3 separate regions of the Mus musculus genome follow, and all the other regions are linked to region 2. A link is a contact called in public ChIA-PET and promoter capture Hi-C data. All regions are on one chromosome and are shown on one strand. The core of a region is the stretch at or near the end of the contact, and the rest is flanking DNA. Distances in the headings are between cores, read along the strand shown.

Region 1 (4,552 bases), core at 60-2,559, 240 kb after region 2:
CTCTGGCGCTCTGGTTTGTACGATGACTGTCATATGCCATCTCCTGACAGCTCTGGTGCAAAAACTCATTCTTTTAGCTTACTTCTGTTACCTTCTGAAAGGGCAGGAAACCCACTCTATTTATCTTTCTAATCATTTTGGGACCAAGCAGAAAATTGATAGAATGTCTGGATGTAAGTTCTGGTTGGATTGAATTAGAGTACAGTAGACACTTTAATGCAAGAGTCCCTCTGGCAACACTGGCTACATTGTGTAGGCTTTATTAAGTGCCCTTTATTTTAGGTGCCATGAAATTATCAGTGGTGTAAGCCACAACAGGGCAGGGCTTTCCCCCAACACGTAGAGAAGCAGGATACATGCAAAGATTTAGCTCAAACATAAATGTGATGGCACTTAGGAGTTGTTGTGGCTTATGAAGAAAATGCTGAGTCAGGCTGGATAAGGAGCCTGCAGAATGACAGAGATGATCAGCACTGTGACCATAGGGGTATAGGAAGTTTCATTTGTTTTGTTTTGTTGTTTGTTTTTAAATACGGTCGCATGTATCCCAGGCCTGCCTTGAACTCACTATGTACCCTTGAAGATGGCCTTGAAATTCCGATCCTTTTTCTCTACCTCCCAAGACTACAAGTGTGCACTACCCTGTCCAATTTATGTGGGACTAGGGATAGGGTTTCTCTATTTTTCTCTGTGTACCATTGACTGTCCTGGAACTCTCTACATAGACCAGGCTGACGTCAAACACACAAAGATCCACCTGCCTCTCCTTCCACCTCCTAAGTGCTGAGCTTACAGATAATATGCCACCACAACTTGGATTATCTTTGCCCGCTTTTTTTGTTGTTGTTGTTGTTGTTGTTTTTGCATCCTTTAATCTGTCTTCCTGGACCCTGTCTTTCAAGTCCCCATTACTAGTTTTTTCATGTGGCAGACACTCCGTGGGGCTCACTTGGAAGGTTTTAGACCTTAAGCCTTTCATGGACTGCTACCCCTCCCTGAACCCAAGCTGATGGCCAGAACGTGGTAGTCCCCATGCAGCCCCCAGGGACCTGTGTCCCCTACCTTCAGAGGAAATTGCTGGGTGAGCTCTGGCACGTAGGCGGCCCCTGCCTGCTTCTTGTGCAGAGACACAACCACGAAGTACTCGAAGAGTTGCCTCTCTTGGTACTCAATGAGATCCCGGTCAAGCGATGAGTATCGAGGGGCCTGCTTCAGGCGAGACTTCACATTGACCAGGCGCTGGCTGTGAGCTGTGGAGAGAAAGAAGCCACAGGCCTGTTGTGACTCATTTGTCAATGTGGAACTGCTCAGCATTCAACTGCTTATGTAATTCCTAGCTTCAGTACATTGTCTAATCCCCCGAGTCTTTCCACATCTAGCAAATTAGTAGAAAACTCTTTGGCTTCTTGCCAAACTTGTGGGAGGGGCGCCATTCATTTACAGGCCTGGCAACCAAGTAAGGCACAGGACCCAGGCTCAGGACTGGCCAGGGTTGGCTAAGCCTTGAGTCGGAAGGGCCAGGGGTTTTTAGGGTGGCGACTGTAGGCACCTTCCCCCTCGTTCACTGTCGTGTCTTCAGTTTGTGTGATGTTACAAAATCCAGACCATGGGACTTTTGGAGCTGAGAGCTTTGTAAACATCCTGTATGATGCGACAACAGAGACTCAGCTACCTCAGGAGCCCCCTCCCACCTCTGCTCCAGTCAGTTCTCTGCAGTGGGAACAGCCTTGCTTGCTCTGGGGGTGGCCCGGTAGCTGACGATGTCAGAGGTGAATGAGGGGGAGCCACTAGGTAGACCAGTCTTATCACCTCACTTAACACCCAGGGCTGCCCTCTCTGTTCTCTCATGGGGTCTGAAAAATCTCAAAAAAATGGACTCAGGCTTTGGACCCGGATTGCTGAACGCCAGGCCCACAGGCACCAACTGTTTTACCAACTTCATCTTTCAAGCAAGGCGCCGGAGGCTCTGAGAGTTTAAGACATTGCCTACAGCTCACACAGCCACTATCCAGTGTGGTGCCTGTCATCGTCAGAGGCGGAGGAACAGGTGGCTGCAGTACTGTCGCACCTGATCTCTGCACAGGCCTGGCCCACCTCTGCTCACACTTGACACTCATGCCTTGATCTGCAAGCCTGAGCAGGCCTTGTCTGTCCCTCAGCTGTAGAAAGGAGCCATGTCTATAGCTGCCCAGTCAGCTCACACTCACACTTGCTCTCCTCACCTCCCAGCCAGCTCATGCACCTGCTCTCCTCACCTCCCAGTCAGCTCACACACCTGCTCTCCTCACCTCCCAGTCAGCTCACATATCTGCTCTCCTCACCTCCCAGTCAGCTCATGCACCTGCTCTCCTCACCTCCCAGTCAGCTCATGCACCTGCTCTCCTCACCTCCCAGTCAGCTCAAGCACCTGCTCTCCTCACCTCCCAGCCAGCTCATGCACCTGCTCTCCTCACCTCCCAGTCAGCTCACGCACCTGCTCTCCTCACCTCCCAGTCAGCTCACGCACCTGCTCTCCTCACCTCCCAGTCAGCTCACGCACCTGCTCTCCTCACCTCCCAGCCAGCTCATGCACCTGCTCTCCTCACCTCCCAGTCAGCTCACACACCTGCTCTCCTCACCTCCCAGTCAGCTCACGCACCTGCTCTCCTCACCTCCCAGTCAGCTCACGCACCTGCTCTCCTCACCTCCCAGCCAGCTCATGCACCTGCTCTCCTCACCTTTCAGCTTCTCCTCTGTGTCGCTGTCAGACTCACTGTTCTCATCTGTCACTGGAACAAAGAACAAGGAAGAAAGAGGCATATATGAGCCCAGTGCAGGAAACAAACCCCAAACTTCTAGGTCATAGGTGGTGTTTTGCCAACTAAGTAAAAAGTGTCAGTCAAATTCTGCTCAACTTAATGATTTAGCAAACCGATTAGACCCTGGGTAAGAGGGCTCCTTCTGCAGACTACATACAGCAAGAGGCAGGAGCCCTCTGTAGTAGCCAGGAAGGTTGCTGCCAGAGTCAGGTGATGTGCAGCCCTCAGCTGACTTGATGGTAGGCAAGGCAGAGGGAGCCAGAGCATGTGCCACTGAGCTGGCTCCTGGCCCTTTGTCCCAGAGAGAAGAGCAGAAAAGAAGCAGCCATTGCTTTTTCCTTGGCGAACTGAGGAAAACAAGGGAAGATGCAGTCTCTAGGAGGGACGTCTTCTGATTCTAGTGAGGAGGACAGCCCCAGCAGGGTGAGCCAGAGTAGTCTACCTTTTCCTGAGTTGCTCTCCGTGGACTGGGATAGCCTCTTCACCCGTTTCTTTCCTCTCCGGGCCTCATAAATGGCATTGATCCTCAATACCAGCTGAAAAACCAGATACCAGAAGAAAAACCATCGTCAATTATCTTCCCTGGTGCAGATGGCTGCCTAGGTTGACCCTTCGTTCCCAGGATGACAAAGGGAAAGGGGAGGGGACACACTTCCACTGCCTCGTGTCCTCTGATCCTTCTTGCCAACCATACTGTCAAAACACTGAAGGTGGCTGTCCCCACTGCCCTGAGGCCAGCCAGGTCTAACCCCCCTCCCCAGCTGAGACCCTGGAGGAGGGGCTGTCCTTGGCTCTCGGTATCACTCAGTTCCCCCTTCTGATGCTTTAACACTGTGATGTCACTGTAGCTTAGGTATTTACTCCCAAAATGAAACAGGAGAAGGAAAAGACAGTAATTCCCAGGCAGGGTCACTTTGGTAGGAACCATTCCAAAGAATGTTTGAACAGCCCCCAGTACTAGGGGTAGAGAGATGGGTCAGTGGTCAAGAACATAGGCTACTTTTTTTTTTTTTGGTTTTTCGAGACAGGGTTCATAGGCTACTTTTAAAGTGTCCATGTTTTCTCTCTCTGTCTCTCTCTCTCCTTTCTCTCTCGATTTTTATTTATTTTATTACGTATACAGAGTTCTGCCTGCATGTATGCTTGCAGGCCAGAAAAGGGCACCAGATCTCATTATAAATGGTTATGAGCTACCATTGTGGGTTGCTGGGAATTGAACTCAGGACCTATGGAAGAGCAGTTAGTGATCTTAACTTCTGAGCCATCTCTGTAGTCAGAGGATCTGTGTTCAATTTGCAGCCCCTACATGGTGGCTTTATAAGCAGTTGTAATTCCAGTTCTGCAGGATCCAATGCCCCTTTTTGGCCTCTAGAGACACAATGCATGCATGAGGCACACGTTACATACAGGCAAAACACCTATACTTATTTGTTTTAAGATTTTTTTTTAAATTTTATGTATGTGAGTACACTGTAGCTGTATAGATGGTTGTGAGCCTTCATGTGGTTGCTGGGATTTGAACTCAAGACCTTCAGGAGAGCAGTCAGTGCTCTTATCCACTGAGCCATCTCGCCAGCCCACATCTATAATTATAAAGTAATAAATAATCAAATGTTTAAGAGAGGTTTGAATTTTGTTTTTAATGCACTGGGAAGAATAGGAATAGCATAGGTACTGGTGTGTGTGTGTGTGTGTGTGTGAGAGAGAGAGAGAGAGAGAGAGAGAGAGAGAGATTGTATGTTTGCATGACTGTG
Region 2 (4,349 bases), core at 1,620-4,119:
TAAGTAGTTACATCTGCAATGATCTCAATTCCTAATCACACTTGAAGAGTTTAGGACTTTGTGGTGCTTTGAGTATGCCTAGCCCAGAGAGTGGCACTATTTGGAGGTGTGGCCTCGATGGAGTAGGTGTGTCACTGTGGGCATGGGCTTTAAGACCTCACCCTAGCTATCCTGGAAGCCAGTCTTCTAGCAGCCTTCAAAGGAAGATGTAGAACTCTCAGTTCCTCCAGCACCGTGCCTGCCTGGATGCTGCCATGCTCTCACCTTGATGATAATGGACTGAACCTCTGAACCTGTAAGTCAGCCCCAATTAAATGTTGTTCTTATAAGAAATGCTTTGGTCATAGTGTCTGTTCGCAGCAGTAAACCCTAAGACAGACTTCAATATACAAACGTGGAAGGACACAATCAACTCATAACACTGTTAAAAGTGTAAGGCATCAGCCAGGTGGGGTATAGCAGGAATGTAATCCCAACATAGGGGAGTGGGAGTAGGAACAGTTTAAGGTCATATTGGCTGTATATTGAGTTACATGAGACCCAGTGGTAGGGGAAGCCTAACATGGTGGCACATGCCTTTAACCCAGGGCTCAGGAGGCAGAGACAGGTATATCACTGAATTCCAGGCCAGCCTGGTCTACAGACTGAGTTCCAGGACAGCCAGGGCAACACAGAAAAACTGTCTCCCAAAACCAAAACCAAAAAAAAAAAAAGGCTTAGTAAATAATATTGCTTTACTTTGTGAAATGTTAAGGTAAAGTTACTATGTTTTTATTGACACTGTGTCAATAAAAACAAAACGCCACATTCCATTCTATTCCAACTCAAGAACATCAAAGTACCCTGCAGAGAGCCGAACAGCTTGCCTCTGATAATATTCCCCAGTGGGGAAGGAAGGAACAGATACAGCCTAAGAGAAGATCTCCACGGAAAGGCTTCTCCAACACCAAGTGGAGGCTCTTGTAGCCAGAGAAAAGCCAAAGCTCTTCTGCACCCACTGCTTACAGGAATGCAAGCCCTGCTTGCAACAGGACTAGAGAGGAGGCTCAGCAGTCAAGAGCACCTGTTCTCGAAGACCAAGGTTTAATCCCTAGCACCTACACAGCCACTCACCATCATCCTTAACCCCGTCCCAGGAGACCATCCGGAATGCACACGGTGCACATACATGCAGGCAGGCAATAACATTCCTACTAATAAAGTGAAAGAGATCAGTGTCAATCAAGCCTTTTAAGAGTGTTGCAAGAGCGGAGGGTGCACAGAGCGTGTGCCAGGTACTGATGTGAGTGTTTTGTATGGTTGGATTCATTTAAGGAACCCAATTAACTCTCAGTGAAGGCGAAGTGCCAAGAGTCTGGCCCTCGATCCCACAGCTGCACGGCTGAAGCCTCCCCTTTCTCCTCCATGAAGTGTGGACAAGTCCCCAGCCTCAGGGTTACTCTGAGAATTAAACACAGTAACATAGGGAGGCAGAGCACTTCAGCCTGGAAGGTTTTGTTATAATTTCCTAGACTCAAAGAAACTAGCACATCTGGAAAAAAAAAAAAGTGTTCAGAATTCACGTAATAAAGACAGAAAACAGGAAAATTTGCGATACTTTCTGCCATATCTCAGTTTGCCTTTTTGACATGTACATCCCGGCCGAGGTGAACTTGAAGGGATGGTTGATCTATTTGGTCCTGGTGGCTGATCTCTAATAAGCCTGGTCACCACCACATCAAAGGAGCCACTGAGACAACAGACTAGTGAAGTCAGGAGAATGCAAATCCTGCCCACACTTCAAAGGGAGCTCTTCTCTGAGAAGTTGTTACAGGCCATTGTGTAAACTATACAGCCCAGGGAGCTACAGGCACACCAATCCAGCATTCAGAGACTCATGACATACACCCAGGACCTAAAATATCTCCCCAGAAAAGTTCTCATTCTACCACCTTCTTAATTTCTGCTTCACACGACCAAACAGTGAACAAGTGCCTAGAATGGAGCAGGCTGTGGTGGCACAGGCCTATAGTCTCAGCACCTGGAAGGCTGAGACAGGAGGATTACCACAAATTCGAGACCATCCTGGGCTCCACATCGAGTGCCAAGGCAACTGGGTACCTAGGAAGACTCTGCCTAACAAACAACCATCTAACACTGGGCAGGTGGGACCGGCCTGAAACGCATCTCATGGGCAGCCCTCTGCTCCCTGGGCTTCAACCCTCCGTTTGCATATTTGGTGTTTGAAAGCCACTACCAGAAAGGAGCACTTCTTCACATTTTGGCTGGCGGTGGAACGGTGGAGAAGACCGAGGGGTATAGAAGGCCGATCTGCTTTTTTCTGAGCAGGTGCTCCGGAGCCCAACCTTTGAACTCCGTGCCGTTGGCGTTGGTGGTGGTATACCCGCAAATCAACAACAGACCTTCTCCACCTGTTTAAGGTCCAGTGTTTAGAGAGAAGGAAACAGAACTAGAGGTTTCCTGGAGCTCCCCTAATTACCCAGGAAGCAGCCACACAGTGGGCAGATCCCACTCGGCACAGAGTTCCCAGGAGGAATTCCTCCAGCCAGCGCATTCTTCTCCCAGACCCTTGAGCATCTCCCCGGACCTCCTGCGCGTTCACACCTCTCTGTGCACCCCCACCCCGCGCGTTCACACTCCAGGCTTCCTAGCAGCCCAGCCCCCAGCCCGCGGACCCCCGCGCGTGCCCTGCGCCCCCGCCGGGAGCCGGGAAACGTGCGGCACGTGCGCTGCGCGGTGATTGGCAGCTGCGGACTTGAGGCTCCGCACCCCCACCCCGCCTCGCATCCTGCTTGGGGAAGGGGAGTCGGGAGCTGCGGCTGGTCCAGCCTGACTGGCTTTCGCTGCTCGCTGCCCGGAACCTAGGAACAATGACACTTGATGGGGCCGAAGGAGGCGGGAACTGGGCCAGTGCTCTTGTGTTCCGGAACCGCTTGAGCTTGCTTTATGAGGCGTGGATACTATTCTCGGGGGGTGGAAATACTTTCTATAAGTGCTGAGAACGTGTTTTCCACAGTTTTGTCTGGAGCCCAGAACATTTTAACCCCAGCATCTTAAAAGACAGAGCCAGGAATTTAAACCCCACCCCCACCCCTTCGATAGGCTTATGGGAGTTAGAAAAGAGTCTGAGAAAATGACAAAGGCGCAGCTCCTGTGGGTAGCTAGGGATAGATGCTCCGCCTCATACGGGACCAGAAAGATGTCCATGAAAGGATCACATTGGCTTAACTGGGAAAGCGTCCCAAAGGAGGTGATTGGACAGAGGTGGTAGGGACCATGCCGAACACCGCTGCCTGGCTGCGGCGCTCAACCCCGTACAGAAAGAACAGCTTTCCAGTGAGCTGCTCCGGAGTGTGAACCGCGAGGCCAAAGAGGCCTTGTGATTCTCGGACAAATAGTAGCTCCTGGAACCGAGCGGCACCAATATAGTAGAAACCTTACAGCCCCATCTGTAAGGGACATCAGAAACCTAGACACTAAGAACCTTCTCTTGGACTCTCTCTCTCTCTCTCTCTCTCTCTCTCTCTCTCTCTCTCTGTGTGTGTGTGTGTGTGTGTGTGTGTGTGTGTGTGTGTGTGTCTTTTGCAGAAGTCTGGCATAGGTGTGTATGACATCCCCACCGTGTCCCTGGATTCTGTGATTTGGATCTGAGAGCCTGTCTGACCTCTGCCACACAGCGGGAAGTGGAGGAAAGGGAAGGAAGCCAGGCTGTGCCATGTCCTGTGTCACTTTTCCCTGCTGCAGATGTTTAATGCTTTAGTGTTTTCCATTGCTGCCCACTGAATTATTTCACTCATTATAGCAAGAGTAAGTCTGCATATGGGGGCTGTGATTAATTAATCCACACCCAAAGTGCCACAGCCAGTTAGTGCTGCTTTGGGGCTGCAGTGCAGGTGTTCTGACTGGAAAAGAAGAGCAATTTACATCAAAGGAAGAGACCTCGCCTGGCTAAGATCCTCAGCTGAAGTGCAATGAAGGGATGAATAGGTTCTTTGCTCCCTCAGTCTAGTTTGGTTGCTTGGTTTGGTTTGGTTTTTCAAGACAGGGTTTCTCTGTGTAGCCTCTCAGATACTGAAACTGAAAGCAAGTACCACCATCACCTGGCATAGGCAACTTAATCTTACGGGACTATCATTATCTTCTATAGCCCGGGGCAGCCTTGGACTCATTACCTGGCCAGGGACGGCTTTGAACTCCTGACCCCTCCTGCCTTGTTTACTTGAAATTACCGGGATAGAACACCATGATCAAGGCGACTTGAGAGTGTATTTTTGGCTTACGGTTTCAGGAGGATCCAGTACATAATGATGGGGAAGCCGAGGCAGCAGGCAGGCAGGCAGGCATGGTGT
Region 3 (4,113 bases), core at 670-3,169, 140 kb after region 2:
TGGCATGGTCTCACGTGTTTTTTTTTTTGCTGGGGACTGAACTCTGGATTTTTTTATTTTATTTTATTTTTTTCTAGATAGGGTTTCCATGTGTAGCCCTGGCTGTCCTGGAACTCACATCTCTAGGCGAGGCTGGCCTCAAATGCAAGAGAAAAGCCCGTCTCTGTCCCTCAGTGCTGGGATTAGAGGTGTGTAGCCCACCACCCAGCTCGGATAGGTTTTTAAATAAGACTTTACTTGAGTTTGTGTTGTATGCGGGTTTGTATACAAATGCAGTTGTCCAGAGTCCTGGATCCCCTACAAGCTGCAGTTACAGGCAACATGGGACAGACATACAGGCAAAATATTCCCACACATAAATCTGAAAAAAATTTACCTGGGCAACTTGGAAGCTAAAGGATATGACTATGGGTTTGGTTTGACGCCAGTCTGAACTCCACAGTGAGATTTGTCTCAAAAATGTTAACTGGAGGAGCTAGAAAGATGGCTCAGCTGCTCTTCCAGAGTTCAATTCCCAGCAACCACATGGTGGCTTACAACCATCTGTAATGGGATCTGATGCTCTCTAGTGAGCATGAAAACAGAACACTGATGTGCATAAAAAATGTGAATCTGGGCGTGGTGGCGCACGCCTTTAATCCCAGCACTTGGGAGGCAGAGACAGGCGGATTTCTGCGTTCAAGGCCAGTCTGGTCTACAGAATGAGTTCCAGGATAGCCAGGGGAACACAGACACACCCTGTCTCAAAAAAAAAAAAAAAAAAAAAAGTGAATAAATAAATCTTGCAAAAATTACACTTTTAAGCCTGGTGTGGTGCTGAACAGCACTAATCTTAGCATTTAGGAAGGAAGAAGCAGGAGGATCTGAGTTCGAGGCCAGCCTGGTCTTCACAGTGAGTTCCAGGACAGCCAGGGCTACATGGAGAAATCCTGACTCAAACAAACAAAACAAAAAGATTAGTCTTTCAAGTTCCCAATCACCTGTCTTATTTAGGAGCCCGACTGAACCAGGCCTCACTGCAAGCACTTATTACTAGGAGAGAGACTGTGAACTTGTGGATGAAGGCAGCCTGGCCATCTTGAAGAGGCCCACTTCTAGCCAATCTACACATGATTAAGAACGATATGAGCAACTCTGCCATCTGTAGTTCTGAAGCCAGGTCATCACACAAGACCAATTTTTTTTTTTTTTTTAAATCGTTTTATTTGGGAAAAGTGCTTCTTACAAAAGGGCAGCTGCAAAATACAGAGGCCTCTGCAATGATGATGTGTTTTTAAGACTGGGTGAGTTCCGCGGAAGCAAAGCAGAGGACAGATCAGAGCATCTCCCACGTTATTTCAGGAAAGAGAGCAACAAAATGCAAAGGTGAAATTCCCGCCAAGGAATTTTAGCAACTTAACTTTTGCTTGCCTCGTGGGTGGCCGCACCCTCCCTTTTCTTCGGTGGGGAAGGGTTCATTACTTCTGCAAACCGACAGATACCTCTAGTACAACCAGCACCTCAGTTTGGAATCCACCTGTCTTCCTGTCAAAGCTCAGGGATGGAATGAGGCAGATACCCACAAAAACAAGCACAGAACCTCACAACAGGCCCCCTCAAATGAGGACAAAGTTTTTTCCAAAAAGTGCCTGACTGAAAAGGCTAGACTGTAAAACATTCAAAACATCAGTGTGTCCAAGACCCAGCTTGTACTGAGAGGGGGACAAGCAGGTCGTTTAACCTCTACAGCTGATCTCGTTTCTCTAGCATACAGACAGACAGCTACTGCTACGTTAACAACTACTGACATACTGCTTGGTCCTTTAAGATCTACCGACACATGTGGCTGAAACCACTAACCCACATCTGCCCACTAAAGCTAAGAATACTGCACCTATGCACAGATGGGAAGGAAGCTGCTCACATGCTCGCTCGTGCTCGCCCACCAAGTCCATCGACCCTTGGGAGTTAGCTGCCAGCTCTGCGCTGATGGAATGCCACTGCATCCTCCCTGTGTTTTTACATTTTTCTCAGGTTAACCTCAACACATTTGCACCTGGTTCTGGTTACCCAGTAGTCTTTCTTGCGTGCAACTGAACAAGAACCCAAACCCACAGGACAAGCACATGTAGGGGATTACAGGGCAGGGAACAGCTCTAAACCATGAAGGTGCAGATCTCCCAGAAACCTCGGGGAGCCCTCCCACATCTAGCGCAGAGAGCGACTTAGGTCCCTTTTTTCCCAATTGCCCCTATCCTTGGACCCCAAAGCAATCAGTGCTTTTTCCTTTGAACCTCAAAGGGGTCTCAGAATGAGTGTGCAAAGTCCATGAACACAACCTGGCTGAGGACAGATGGCGCAACAAACCTACACTAACTGTCTGACAGTTAAATTCATGTTACAAAAAACTAACTTTAAGATTTATTTTTGTAACTTTTGAAACAGAGAAAACAACACACTCTTGGGGGAGGTGAGGGTAGAGGAACAGGCCCTGGGAAGTGATCACAGCACCTGGAGTTTGAGAGGCCTGCCTAGGAGAGCCACACGCACTGCCACACAGCACAGGGGACAGCTACTGTCTGAGGCTCCGCAGACCAGTGCCCGCGCCACGCAACGCTGCTATAGATCCAAGTCATAAAAGTCCTCCAGCTCATCGTGAAACAAGTCCCACTCGTCCTCAGAGTCTGTCAGCTCGTCGTCCCCACCTGCAGCCAAAAGCATAAGCAACATCTCGCCCAGCTCAAAGGTGACAACCTCCTCTTCGTCGTTGTCAAAGGGGTTGTTCTCTCTCTCCTCAATGAGCTCCCAGAAGTGGCTCCTTCGTTGGGCCTGTAAGAAACAAGGCCATGATAGGGGTGGCACTGTCAAGCAGTGTCTTCTATCCTGTTGCTCATCAGGTAAACCGTGTGGCACAGAGGGAGGGAGGGAGGGAGGGAGTGCATGGCGGACCAGAGGTCTCCCTTAGTCCACCTTGCCAGTGCCTCCCCTTTGGCTATTTGTAGCCAACATGTTAGGCTAGGGCTTTTGAACACTGTTTCTTTCCTACCCCTTCCATCTTCTGAAGTCTGACTCTTTTACTCTAGTCTCCCCCACACCCCCACACCTGAGTGTCATTTTCCCCTACCCCAATATGTGCAGGTCTCAACTGACAGTGTGCGATTTCCCCTCCTTTAAAAAAAGAGTGAGAGTTACCCGGTATCTGCTTGATGTTCCCACTTTCTGTCTCTGTGGCTCCTCTCTACGGCCATCAGGGTACGCATGCTTGTAAAAACAGTTCCCTCCAAATGGGCAGCTCCCACGTCCTTCATCAAAATACCTGCACGCCTTGTTGCTGGAAAGGAAAATATCGCAACCCTTATTCACAGTGGACTTCAGGCCCGTATCGACTAGCATCAGGGGCTTCTCTTTAACAGGGGCAGAGCACAGCCCCCCGCAAATTGTGTTCTTAGAAACACGTGCTCCAAACACTGACTAGAAACGTCTCTGCTTAAATGTGCATGGTTTACCAGCACTAACACCAACTGAAAATCTTTTAGAATAATCACAAAGCACAAGAATTCCTAAGCCTTGACTCTCATGACCTGGAATGAGCTGGAATCCCTGCGCAGGCTTTAGCTAGAGTGGAGACTTCACTGTAAAGATCCCTCGGCATACACCAAGGACTGTGTTTAAGTTAAAGCAGGACACACACTGGGCAAGCAGTTATCCTATGCAGTAAGGAAAGGGTGGGTAGGTAGTAGGAGAGCAAAGGCAGCACCGCACTATCCGAGCGAGCCCGGCTGCTCATACCTCATGGCCTCCTTGTATTTCTGAATGAGTTTCTGCTTCTCTTCTTTCTCCTCCACCCAGTTCTCACTTGGAATGACAAAGTTAGATGTGATCCGGCATTCGGGGCAGGACCTGGGAAACAATGAACAGGCTGCAATGCACATTCCCTCCACTAGGCCCGCTCTTCAAGACACACCCTGGTGTGTCACCTTAACTGACAGGCACATGAACATTAGCAGAAAGGGATTCCAGTCACATCTGAACCTTTCTTTGGAGGAAAGACAAACTCCTTCAGAAATCAACTCAATGGCTAGCCAGTTTTTAAAAAAAGACTTAGGTAAAAAACAAAACAAAACCAAAAGAAGA

What was found. ChIA-PET counts read pairs in DNA pulled down with a chosen protein or histone mark. Capture Hi-C pulls out chosen DNA fragments and counts their contacts.
Region 1: a promoter capture Hi-C map of adipose tissue shows a contact between it and region 2. The contact joins two enhancer-like sites. A contact is called at or near these places in 1 of 39 promoter capture datasets (embryonic stem cells), 1 of 115 datasets of contacts at active chromatin or transcription factors (pancreatic cancer cells) and 2 of 9 other capture datasets (adipose tissue and liver).
Region 3: an RNA polymerase II ChIA-PET map of memory CD8 T cells shows a contact between it and region 2, with 18 read pairs. The contact joins two enhancer-like sites. A contact is called at or near these places in 1 of 39 promoter capture datasets (macrophages), 2 of 484 Hi-C or Micro-C datasets (Th2 cells and nephron progenitors), 4 of 115 datasets of contacts at active chromatin or transcription factors (CD8 T cells, embryonic stem cells, memory CD8 T cells and 1 more) and 2 of 9 other capture datasets (embryonic stem cells and macrophages).

The regions. Positions count from the first base shown.
Region 1 is chr6:39,491,937-39,496,488 of GRCm38.p6, forward strand. Dennd2a (DENN/MADD domain containing 2A) reads right to left here. Exons shown (of 19, transcript NM_172477.4): 6 at 3,241-3,334; 7 at 2,718-2,768; 8 at 1,063-1,250. The region is part of intron 1 of Gm52860 (a long non-coding RNA gene); the gene reads left to right. Among named protein-coding and RNA genes, the nearest start is that of Gm52860, 24 kb to the left of the region's middle. Within about 2 kb of position 1,310, at least 85 of the 459 cell types and tissues checked have an H3K27ac peak or open chromatin away from gene starts, as enhancers often do. A contact at or near this core is called in adipose tissue, where this site is marked.
Region 2 is chr6:39,254,147-39,258,495 of GRCm38.p6, forward strand. The region is part of intron 1 of Gm34147 (a long non-coding RNA gene); the gene reads right to left. Among named protein-coding and RNA genes, the nearest start is that of Gm34147, 9.3 kb to the right of the region's middle. Within about 2 kb of position 2,870, at least 190 of the 459 cell types and tissues checked have an H3K27ac peak or open chromatin away from gene starts, as enhancers often do. A contact at or near this core is called in adipose tissue and memory CD8 T cells, where this site is marked.
Region 3 is chr6:39,396,627-39,400,739 of GRCm38.p6, forward strand. Mkrn1 (makorin, ring finger protein, 1) reads right to left here. Exons shown (of 8, transcript NM_018810.2): 6 at 3,769-3,879; 7 at 3,172-3,310; 8 at 1,195-2,808. The coding sequence ends at 2,599. Among named protein-coding and RNA genes, the nearest start is that of Rab19, 17 kb to the left of the region's middle. Within about 2 kb of position 1,920, at least 15 of the 459 cell types and tissues checked have an H3K27ac peak or open chromatin away from gene starts, as enhancers often do. A contact at or near this core is called in memory CD8 T cells, where this site is marked.